Regions from separate parts of the Mus musculus genome. Here region 2 is linked to region 1. Evidence: chromatin contacts called from public HiChIP or PLAC-seq data. All regions are on one chromosome and are shown on one strand. Each heading gives the region's core, a stretch centred on a gene start, on an enhancer-like site or on the middle of the called end of the contact. The rest is flanking DNA. Distances are from core to core; before and after follow the strand shown. Region 1 overlaps Cacna1a (calcium channel, voltage-dependent, P/Q type, alpha 1A subunit). Region 2 overlaps Cacna1a (calcium channel, voltage-dependent, P/Q type, alpha 1A subunit).

The links. HiChIP or PLAC-seq counts read pairs in DNA pulled down with a chosen protein or histone mark.
Region 2: a contact with region 1 is called in an H3K27ac HiChIP or PLAC-seq map of embryonic stem cells, with 13 read pairs. The contact joins two enhancer-like sites. A contact is called at or near these places in 8 of 484 Hi-C or Micro-C datasets (the G1E-ER4 cell line, cerebellum, cerebral cortex and 5 more) and 4 of 115 datasets of contacts at active chromatin or transcription factors (bone marrow-derived macrophages, embryonic fibroblasts and embryonic stem cells).

Annotation. Positions count from the first base shown.
Region 1 is chr8:84,456,549-84,461,807 of GRCm38.p6, reverse strand. It overlaps Cacna1a (calcium channel, voltage-dependent, P/Q type, alpha 1A subunit), which reads right to left. Exons shown (of 47, transcript NM_007578.3): 2 at 213-318. Among named protein-coding and RNA genes, the nearest start is that of Cacna1a, 44 kb to the right of the region's middle. Within about 2 kb of position 2,402, at least 74 of the 459 cell types and tissues checked have an H3K27ac peak or open chromatin away from gene starts, as enhancers often do. A contact at or near this core is called in bone marrow-derived macrophages, cerebral cortex, embryonic fibroblasts and 1 more, where this site is marked.
Region 2 is chr8:84,499,509-84,504,767 of GRCm38.p6, reverse strand. All of the region lies in intron 3 of Cacna1a (calcium channel, voltage-dependent, P/Q type, alpha 1A subunit), which reads right to left. Among named protein-coding and RNA genes, the nearest start is that of Gm32854, 87 kb to the left of the region's middle. Within about 2 kb of position 2,992, at least 126 of the 459 cell types and tissues checked have an H3K27ac peak or open chromatin away from gene starts, as enhancers often do. A contact at or near this core is called in bone marrow-derived macrophages, cerebral cortex, embryonic fibroblasts and 1 more, where this site is marked.

The DNA.
Region 1 (5,259 bases), core at 1,153-3,652:
TCTTCACAGTGCGAAGGTCACTGTGCCCTGGTGTATACCAGGTCTGCTGGGTTTCCAGGTGGGGTTGGGTGGTAAGGGCTTCCATGTCCCCAGGGTGGGGTTGGGCAGTAAGGGCTTCCATGCTCCCAGGTCACTGATGATGGTGCAAAGCAGCCTTTCTCCCACACATGTCTCAGCCCAGGGACCCAGACCCCTTCCACCTCATTGCTCACCAGCCGCTCAGACATGGGTGTCTTGTCATCATCAGGGAGGTGCTGCTCCAGGGCCAGGACGATGCAGTTAGCAATGATGGTGGCCAGGATCATGTACTCGAAGGGAGTGTGAGGGTTAAGGAGCAGACCTCCAATGGCTTTGTGATCAGCACTCTGTCCTCTCCCAGCAACTCAGCCCAACATCTCCAGCCCACCCCCTTGTCCCTCAGTCTTTCCCATCTCTACCCCATTCATACACACAGTCACCTCCCTTTCGGGCTGGAGGACACCCCTACCTCTCGCAGGCCTACACCAATGACTTTTTTAAAAAGTTTCTATTAGCATGTACTAGCTACACGTGTGGGTCATATTCAAGCCCCTTCCCCTTTCTTGTCTCCTCCTCTCTGTGTCCCTTTCTAACCCAGTCCCCTTGTCCTTCTTCTGATTTCTTTTCCCTCCCTTTCTGCCTCCCTCCCTCCCTTCCTCAGTGAGTTTAAGGTTGCCCACAGAAGCACAGGTACTTCATCAGTGACAACACCCCTGGAGAAAGATGTTGCCACACTTGCCACACTTTGTCCTCATAGAAGGACAAAGCCTTGTGACCCCTCTTTCTTCCATGGCATGGTGTTTACAGGCCCAATCTTGTGCACACAGCACAGTGGCCACAGCATGCCAAGCCCCAGCCTTCACTCATTCCTTGCATTCTTTCCACCCCTGCAGAGCCATGACTACAAATGCAGGAGCTCTGCATTGGCTGAGAGACACCCCAGCATTCCCCGCATTCCCCACTACTGCAGACAGAGCCAAGGGCAGAAGACAGCAAAGTTTCTGGACTCACAGAGAAGCCAGTAAGCGAAATGAGCTCAGCACCCAGAGCACACTAGATGGTGAACTAGATGCAGTAGATGGTGAACTCAGCACCCAGAGCACACTAGATGGTGTGGAGGGCATGCTTATGCTAGCATCCACGAATCCAACCGGCCAGAGATGAAAAGTATAAAAGGCTGAGCCTCATAACTAGAATAAATCTTTTTAACCTAGTGGTGGCTTTAGAGCAGGCATCTCAGGAGGTGATCTGACAGTATCTGTCTCCTCAGTCTCTCTCCTTCACCCCAGGAACTGTCTGCTGGGCCGCATGGGGCCTCAGCACTTGGGAGGACACATGCTGCTCCTACATGAGGGCTTGACACACAGACTAGTTCACAGCAAAATCACACCCTGTTCTCTGGCTCAGTCTCTCAGAGGCAACCCTAGTCCGTCGCGTTGTGAATGGAGCTAGAAACCTTGGAGCTGGAAGGCAAGAGGGAACAGGTGATGTTAGCCATGCAGTCACAGCACTCTGAGTACAGGGACAGTGGGTTCCCAGCCTGACACAGTGCCTGAGTTGGTGCTGTCCTGGGCACTGTGGGATATGGAGTAGCATGTGTGGTTCTAAAACCAAAGGCAACACTGCGTGTCCCCAGAGGCAGTGTGCCCTCCCATTCCACATGGGGAGAACTGCCTTCCTGTGTAGGAACTAGATACACAGTTGCAAGACACTGTGACTGTATGGAATGCCTTTGAAAAGTTTCCCTTTGAAAAGTTAACTGGCTCAGTGCCCTTTGATCTTGATCGTACTTTTGTTGTTGTTTTGTCTTGATTTTTTGTTTTGTTTTGTTTTGTTTGAGGCGGGGGCTTAACATGTAGCCTCAAACTCAGGAGCCTCCTGCCTCAGCCTCCCAAATGATGGGATCACAGGCCACTGTATTCTGGAAGTGCTATCAGTCTACCCCTTAGAGGGTTGGAAGGAGCTAAGCCTGGACCCATTTTCCAGGTGGGAAGGCAGAGAGAGTGAACGTAGGAGGAAGTGACTTGGGAAAGCCAGGCCCTTCCTGTGTTTTGCTTCAGCTTCACTGCACAGCTGCAAACAGCAATTTAGGAAGATAACAAAACCTTCTCAGAGCCCATCAGTGACTGGCTTCTTGCCTCTCAGTGCCCGTGACTAGCCCCAGAACAAAGCGCTGCAGACTCCCCTCTGTCTCACCCTGCAGCTTGGAAAACAAGAGCTGATATTTGCACACAGAGAAAGGGAGGCCAAGCCCTTGCTGGCGATTTGAATGAGACTCACATCCTCACACAGCCAGCCCGCCCAGCCTGAGTGGCTGCTTCTTCTCAGAGCCACCATCTCCTGCTGGCATTCCTTGGCTTCCTGTCCCCAGATGGCTGCCATGGAAGTGCCTTAGCAGCAGCTGGCACCACGTTTAGGTACTGCTGTGTCAGCAAGGTTCCTATTGCCTAGGCTTCAGAACCCAGAATTCCCCAGGTCTGAAAGGAAGCCCTGGCATGCAGGCAGAGGGTCAGTGAGACCCCAGTCCTTCCTAGCAGGCAGGCAGAGAGTCAGCAAGACCCCAGTCCTTCCTAGCAGGCAGGCAGAGGGTCAGCGAGACTCCCACTCCTTCTTTGAAACTTCACTGCATTTATCTGTCAGTTTTCAAAGCGCTGGGGATGGAACCCCGTGCCTCATGCATGCTAAGCAAGAGCTCTACCTCTGAGTCACATCCTCAGCCCTCTTTCTAGTTTTTATTTCAAGACAGGATCTCACGCAGTCACCCAGGCTGGCCTCTGAGTCACACTGCAGCTCAGGGAAGCCTTACAACTACAATTCTCCTGCCTCAGCCTCCTGAGTTCTCAGAATGACAGACCCACACCCCCAGCTCAGATCCTGACACTCGATTTCATTTTCTTTTTGTCAAACCCAGATGCATGCGCTTCCGATTGTCACTTCGCAGGCCCTAAGCATGAGAGTCAGTGCTAGCATGCCCCACGCTCTGGTCACACAAAGCATCATGGCCCTTTAAGGATGCAGTCTGAGCCCTGCATCCACCTGCTGAGTCAGAAGGAGTCGTCTCTGGAGCTTCTGGGGCTATGTGCAGACACAGTTCAGAAAGCCTCTGCTCCACTTCAGGGTGGGTGGAACCAGGGGCTCGGAGCTCTGAGTCTTCTCAGGAGGAGGGCTCCTCATTTTCTTCCCAGTTTGTACCTCCACATTCAAGAGTCCCGATGATTTCAAGAGTCCTAGATTCCCCCACTCAGGTCAGGGAGCTGAGAAGAAACCCCACACCTTAATGAAGCAGGAGTACTGTTGGGATGGGGGGCAGGCAAGCAGAAGACTGCAGGTTATAATGTGTGCGAGAACTTAATAGGCCTCATCTCATTTAGAAGAAAAGCTGGGGACCTCTCCATGGTGGTCCGGGAGCCACCACTGTGCTCTCTCTCTCTCTCTCTCTCTCTCTCTCTCTCTCTCTCTCTCTCTCTCTTGCTTTGCTTCCCATGATGTCCCCAGAGCTTTCAAGCATCCCAGGCGTGTCTGAGCTAAGGACCTCTGCATGTGCTGTTCATACTCCCGAGATGCTTTTTGCAGATACCAACAGGACTCCCTCCCTTGGTTCCTCTCAAGGGTTACTTCCTTCAATTCTGTCTCTGCTTAATTTCCCCACACACTGTATTTAAGACAGTGCTATGGTTTCTGTCATCCTCTTGTCCATTGTCTCCCCTGTGACACAGGCATGACACAGGCAGGGGTTTGCTCTGGTCTCCTTTGTTCATGGGTTTGTCCGGCTCCCCTATGAAAGCCTTGGCTAGACACCGAGTATTTCATCAGAGGGAGGGAGGAGGAGACCTAGGAGTTGTTGGGAATTGAACCTGGAGCAAGAGCAGCAAGTGCTGCCAATCACTGACCTACCTCTCCAGCTCCATAGAAGGCTTAAGAAAATGTGTGTTTGCCTCTGTGAGTGTTCATGTGAGTGGAGGCCAGACAACTTCTTTTGGCACCCGCTCCTCCCCTTCCCCTTCCCCTTCCCTTTAAACCGATCCACTGGGGACATGCTAAGTGTACAGTCTGGGACCAGAGGAGATGACGCTGGTTAAAGCACTTGCTCTACAAGCATGGGGACCTGAGTTCGATGACTGGAACCCATGTGAGAAGCCAGACCTATAATCTCAGTGCTGAGAAGACAGGGATAGGTGGATTCCTGGGGCTCCTCCATAGCTAGTCTGATTGAATTGGTGATCCCCAAGTTAGAAAGAGACCCTGTCTAAAAGGAGGTGGACAGTGTTTCTAACAATGACCCCAAGGGTGTTGTCTGGCCTCCACTCGCATGAACACTCACAGAGGCAAACACACATTTTCTTAAGCCTTCTATGGAGCTGGAGAGGTAGGTCAGTGATTGGCAGCACTTGCTGCTCTTGCTCCAGGTTCAATTCCCAACACCCACATGGTAGCTCACAACCATCTACAGCTCCAGTTCCAGGGGATTTGACCTTCTCTTCTGAATTCCAAAGGCACCAGACATGCAGATGGCACCCACACATACATTCAAGCAAAATACTCATACACATAAAAAATTTAAAAATCTAAAAAGCAGTTTTAAAACCCTTTGAAATCATAGTCACCGAGTACCAAGATTAAAGATGGCTTCTGAGTTCCTGCCATGAGAAGAGGGGAAGAGCCTGAGGCAGAGATGGAAGGTTGTGCTGGGAACAGGGTGCAAGAGGAGCCTCCGCAGCCCAACTCCCTGGGCCTGATCTGTGGGACCCCGCTCACAGCTGTGCTGAGCAATGCCCGTGTTAGCCACACTGCTTCCTGGGTACTCTGGAGAGAAAATCATTATGCCAGCATGTCTAGAGTCCTCGGCAGTGAAGAGGCCAGGGGGAGGCAGGAGGGTGAGGAGTGGGGAGAAGAGAAGGCAGTTGGCTGGGAAGCCAAGCTGCCACCCCCACAGACTCCAGAAGTCTAGGGAGCACACAACCCTGCAGGCGAGTGCTCAGCTTCCTCAAAAGGTCCAGTAGGGCCCACAGAGCATCCTGGTAGGAGGCTCTGAAAAAGGACTGAGGAACTGCTTAGGGGAAAGGCAGGCTGTGTGAACTCTCAGGGCTTTGTCTTTTGGGAATCAGTCCACCAAAGAAAAACCACTTCCCAAAGTGGACACTCCAGTGGGTGCCCAGCCCTTAGCAGCAGGCCCTATTCTTCCAGTTTGTTCCCATGATGTCTTCCTTCCACCTCAGCTCCAGCCTCAAAGGAGGTCTGATG
Region 2 (5,259 bases), core at 1,743-4,242, 42 kb before region 1:
CGGTCCCTGGGAGTTAATGATGCACTGAGGCAGGCAGGGTGGCTCAGAGGAGAAAGGAGCCTGAGGCCAAGCTCGAGACCTTCACTCACACTGGCACCCACTGACGGGCGAGACTAGCTAGCCGGCAAGCTTTCCCAGCGCGGGGGTAGAGATGCTCTCTGAAATTCCAGGTTCTTTAAGTGATGCTGGGGATTGAACCCAGGCCCTCACACGCATTTCCCAAGGGACCTATCCCCAGTTTCTCCTTTTCAAGAGTCATTTCAAGTAAGGATATCAGAGTAACAGGAGCCCCTGCTCAGTTAAAGTACATCTGAGTTACCGTAACTCTTTTCGCATCTCACTAGAGGATTAAACAACATGTTCAGGGTTTGGAAAGATGGCTTAGCAGCTAACAGTGCTCATAGCTCGGCTGAGGACCTGTGCTGGGTTCCCAGCACCCACAGATCAGCTCACGATCACCTGTAACTCCTGCCCCTGAGGATCTGACGCTCTCTTCTGGCCTCCACAGGCACCTGCACTCACACACATTTCTAAACACATGCACTCATAGAATTCAAAAAAAAAAAATATATATATATATATATATATATACTTTTGAGAGCCCTGTCCCAGTCAAGGAAAAACATGTTCTTTGACCTGTGGGCAGAAGGGAGTCTGCCATGGCTATTCTTGGTTGTCAACTTGACTATATCTGGGATGAACTAAAACCCCAAAGTGTTGGACGCCCCTGTGAGAATTTTTTTTCTCTTCACTGAATCATTTGAAGTGGGAAGACCCACTTCTAATTCAGATCTTTCACGTGGGAAGACACACATATAATCCAGGTCATGTGAGGTAGGAAGAGTCACCTCTAATCTGGGCCACATCTTCTGCTGGCAGCCTATACACAGGGCATAGAAGACGGAAACCTGCTCTTTGCCTGCATTCTCTCGCCTTGCTAGTAAGTCCATCACTTCTCTGGCATTAGATTCTACTTCTTCAGTGTTCCAGTGTATACGGACGACTGGCTGAGACATCCAGCCTAGTGGAATGAACAACTACTGGGTTCTCGAACCTTCAGTTCATAGCTAGCCATTGCTGATTAGCTGAACCACATTGTGTAAGCCATTTTAATAAATCCCTCCTCCCCCCTCTCTCTCCATTTTCTAAGTCTATAAGTTCTGTTCCTCTGGAGAATCCTGACTAAGACAGAGTCCTTGGATACCCTTTGATGTACAATCTTACCTCAGCAAGTGGTCTTAGCCAGGGCCCCTCATAAACCACCTCACTCTAGATAAGTTCCTTAGATGCAAACAGAACACTAAGATATTTCAAAGCCTTTTAGCAATGTAACTTCAAAGGCCACCAAAATACTCCCAGGTGTACAACTGTCCTTTCTTTCATAAGTGTGCATGGATGTCTGTACCAAGACAATGCTGAGGCTGGCATGACGGCTCAGCAGGTGACTGTCCCCACTGCCCAGCCTGGTGTCCTGAGCTCAATCCCCAGGGCCCCATACAGTAGAAAGGGAGAACCAGCTCCCACAATATGTCCTCTGACCTCCACACACAAGTATAAATGGATGCACACACACACACACACACACACACACACACGTGTATATACATGTGCACAATAAATAAATGTAAACATTTAAAAACCTTTTCCTCAGTAAACTGAGCTTTGCTTCAGACTGCCTCATTTTCTGTGGGGAACAAGAGAATCCAGCTGCCCCTGACCAGAGGTTAGGGTGTGAAGTGGGTGCCCCAGGGAGGGCCTGGCAGAGGCTGGGTCTTTCCCCGTCTCCTGGATGCTGAGCTGGAAGTGCTGGCAGTTTGGGGTGGGATATGCTGTGGACTGCTTTCTGTCCAGGACAGAAACACTTCTCAGTGCTTTTGGACGCTTTTCCTCTTGCTTGTAGATGACTACAGAGGGACAGGGAGATGGCGCTGTGGGCTGAGGGCGCAGAGCCAAAAGGACAAAAGAGCCTGGGTCCTACCTCAGTATGAAGAAAACTGCAGCAAATCTAGAATACACCTCATGGAACTGTGTTTCCTGTGTACAGTGGAACATTACCCATCCAGTAAAAAAGATGGGCTCTGTGGGAAAAGGTGCCAGGCCTGAGGACCCAAGCTATCCTTTGACCTCCAAGACCTGTGTGTGTTGGCAGACAGAGAGAGCCAGAAGCGCACACGCGCGCGTGTGCACACACACACACACACACACACACACGGTCACTTGCACACGAACAGGATGGAACGCAGGTCTTTATGTTTACCCAGCAAGCACTTTATCAACTGAGCCATCCCCAGCTCCTTCCGTCCCTATTTTTTCTCAATTGTCCCCACTGGAAACCCAGCCTCAGTTTCCTTCTCAGGAGGATGGAGAAGGATATAAAAAGTATTCCTCCTGGTATAAGGAGTGAGGCTTACACTTGATTGTTCAGGAAAAGTGCTGATCAGACCCAGGGAGCGGCCAAATGGGACTTTTCTCATTCTCTGAGCAAAGCTGACTGTGATTGGCTGTTATCATTCTCTTTTTCTGAGTAAAGCTGCCTGTGATTGGCTCTGACAAGTTTCCAGCCCAGAGGAAGGAGGCCAGATGAGGACCCCAGCTGCTAGCCAAAAAGCAGCCCAGGAAATGACAGCACATTCCCATGATCCTTAGCTGTCCCAGGAGAGCTCCGGCCTGGTTCCATCCTGACCTCAGACTAACTTTCCAAACTGCAGCTCTGCGTAGAGATTCACTTGCCCTGGATCTTGGCGTCCCAGTGGGGGCCCAGAATCAGGAGGGATTCATAGTACATTCGGGCCACCCACTTCTTTCAGGTCTGATTCTTGTACCCGAACCGGGGTAAGGTGCAACTGGATAGACTGTCCCTGGTCCCTGCAGGCCCCACCCCCACCACACATTAATTAAAATGTGAATCACAGCTGAGTCACTAAAGAGAGGGGGAAAAAAGGTCAATGAGCCAGTCTGGCTCCCCCTCCTTCCAGCTCTAAGGCATGAGTCAGCAAAGTACAGATCAGAAAATGGGGAAGAGAAGGGAGAGAGGTGTGCGGCTCTGCCTGAGAAGCGTCGTCAGCGAGAGCTGCTTTAGTTCTTGGGTTAGCAAAAAATAGTTTCCTAGCCCCTCCCTCAAGGTCTGTTAGCCAGCCCTGTGCTGAGCACAGCGATTCTCATGTCTGCCCAGCTTTTCCGAGGAGCTTTGGCACTTTGGGTCTTGCCCACTTCAAGGATGGCAGGCTCTTTATTAAGGCACCCCTAAGAAGCAGATGTCAACTCTCATCTCCCTACTCCATACCATCCCCAAAGCCCATTAGTCTCTTTAGATTTCTGTGTGATAGCCCTGTTCTGTAGCGAGCAACAGGAAGTGACCACCACTAGGTGGGAAGAATATTCCGGAAGTGCTGATCTCGGGGGTGGGGGTGGGGGTGGGGCTTCATGACACGGTACCCAAGCTGGGACTGGTGGTACAGGCCTATAGTCTGAGCTACTCCTACTTGAGAATTGGAGGCAGGAGGATCACAAATTCAAAGGCTGACTGAGCAAAGTTCAAGGCCAACCTCGGATGACTTAGTAAAATTCTGTTTTAAGGTAAAAAGTAAACAGGAATGGGGGTTGGGGGTGGACACACATGGTACCCGTCAACAGCCAGTGCAGAGGGACAACAGTCCAATAGGTCCTGCTTCACCCTGTCCCTGGGAAGGTAGAAAGACATACCCTACTGAGAGCTGAGTCTCAGACGACCACATACTCAAGACATGCATTAAGTGTGTGTGTGTGTGTGTGTGTGTGTGTGTGTGTGTGTGTGTGTGTGTGTGTGTGTATGCGCATGTGCATGTGCACATACACACATCAGGACACCTTGCAGGAGTTGATTCTCTCTTCCTACCATTTATATCCCAGAAGTGAACTCAGGTCATTAGGTTTAGCAGCAAGCACCTTAACCCACTGAGCCATCTTGCTGGGCTGGAGCTGGGCTTTTCCCTTGTGACATTTTTCACTTCTGCTGGTTGAAGTGGCAGAGGTGGAGCCCGTGCACACAAAGGGCTCAAGCGAAGACACAGTGGCAGCCTGGCACTCCCTGCTGCAGGGGGATGGAAAGGAACCCCACGTCTGTGGTACAGCTGGACCCACAGGAGCCTGCCCCTGCCCACAACCACCACTAAGTTCTCTCTTCTCCCCTCCTGCCTGATGAATGCAGTTCTTAGTCCCAAGCTTCAAGCCACATTTTGGAGGAGGTGCAGCCTCCATCCGAGGGACCCTGCATGGCTGTGTGGAGCCACACCCCACTTCACCTCATCGTACCCATCACCAATCACATTTTAGAAGGTGATTTCTTTTCTTTCTTTCTTTCTTTCTTTCTTTCTTTCTTTCTTTCTTTCTTTCTTTCTTTCTTTCTTTCTTTTTCTTTCTCTCTCTCTCTCTCTCTGTCTCTCTCTCTCTCTCTCTCTTTCTTCTTCTTCCTCTTCTTCTTTTTTTTTTTGTTTGTTTTTTGAGACAGGGTTTCTCTGTATAGCCCTGGCTGTCCTGGAACTCACTTTGTAGACCAGGCTGGCTTCGAACTCAGAAATCTGCCTGCCTCTGCCTCCCGAGTGCTGGGATTAAAGGAGTGCACCACCACGCCCGGCGGAAGGTGATTTCTGAGGGACTAGGGGCATGGCTCAGTGGGTGAAGGTGCCTGCTGCCAAATCTGATGACCTGAGTTCCATCCCTGGAAGGAACCCACATGGTAGAAAGAGGAGACTGACAGAGACAAAGCATACTCTGACTGCATGTGTACCATGTGCATCATGACATAGGCACACGTGAGTGTATACACACACACACACACACACACACACACACACACACACACACACACACACCACACAGTGATGTAATTTAAAAACTTGTAACAAATGTGATTTCTGGGCTGGGGAGATGGCTCAGTGGGTTAAAAGGTCTTTCTTGCAAGCATCGGAACCTAAGTTTGGGTCCCCAGCACCCTGTGAAAAGCCACAGTAGTGATGTGGGTCTGTAAGTCCAGCACTCATGAGACACAGACAAATGAATGTCCGAGCTTGCTGTCCAGCCGGCCCTAGCTAGGTGAGTAACAGATGCTTTAAGAGACCCTGTCTTAACAAACAAGGAGAGAGGGATCTAAGAAGACGCCCTTTGTCAATGCCTGGCTGGTACACACAGAGAACACACATGTAATAAAACTGAAGTTGGTTTCTAAGGCTGGGAGTGTGGCTCGGTGGCAGAGAGCCTGCTAGCCTAGGTGAGGCCCTGGAT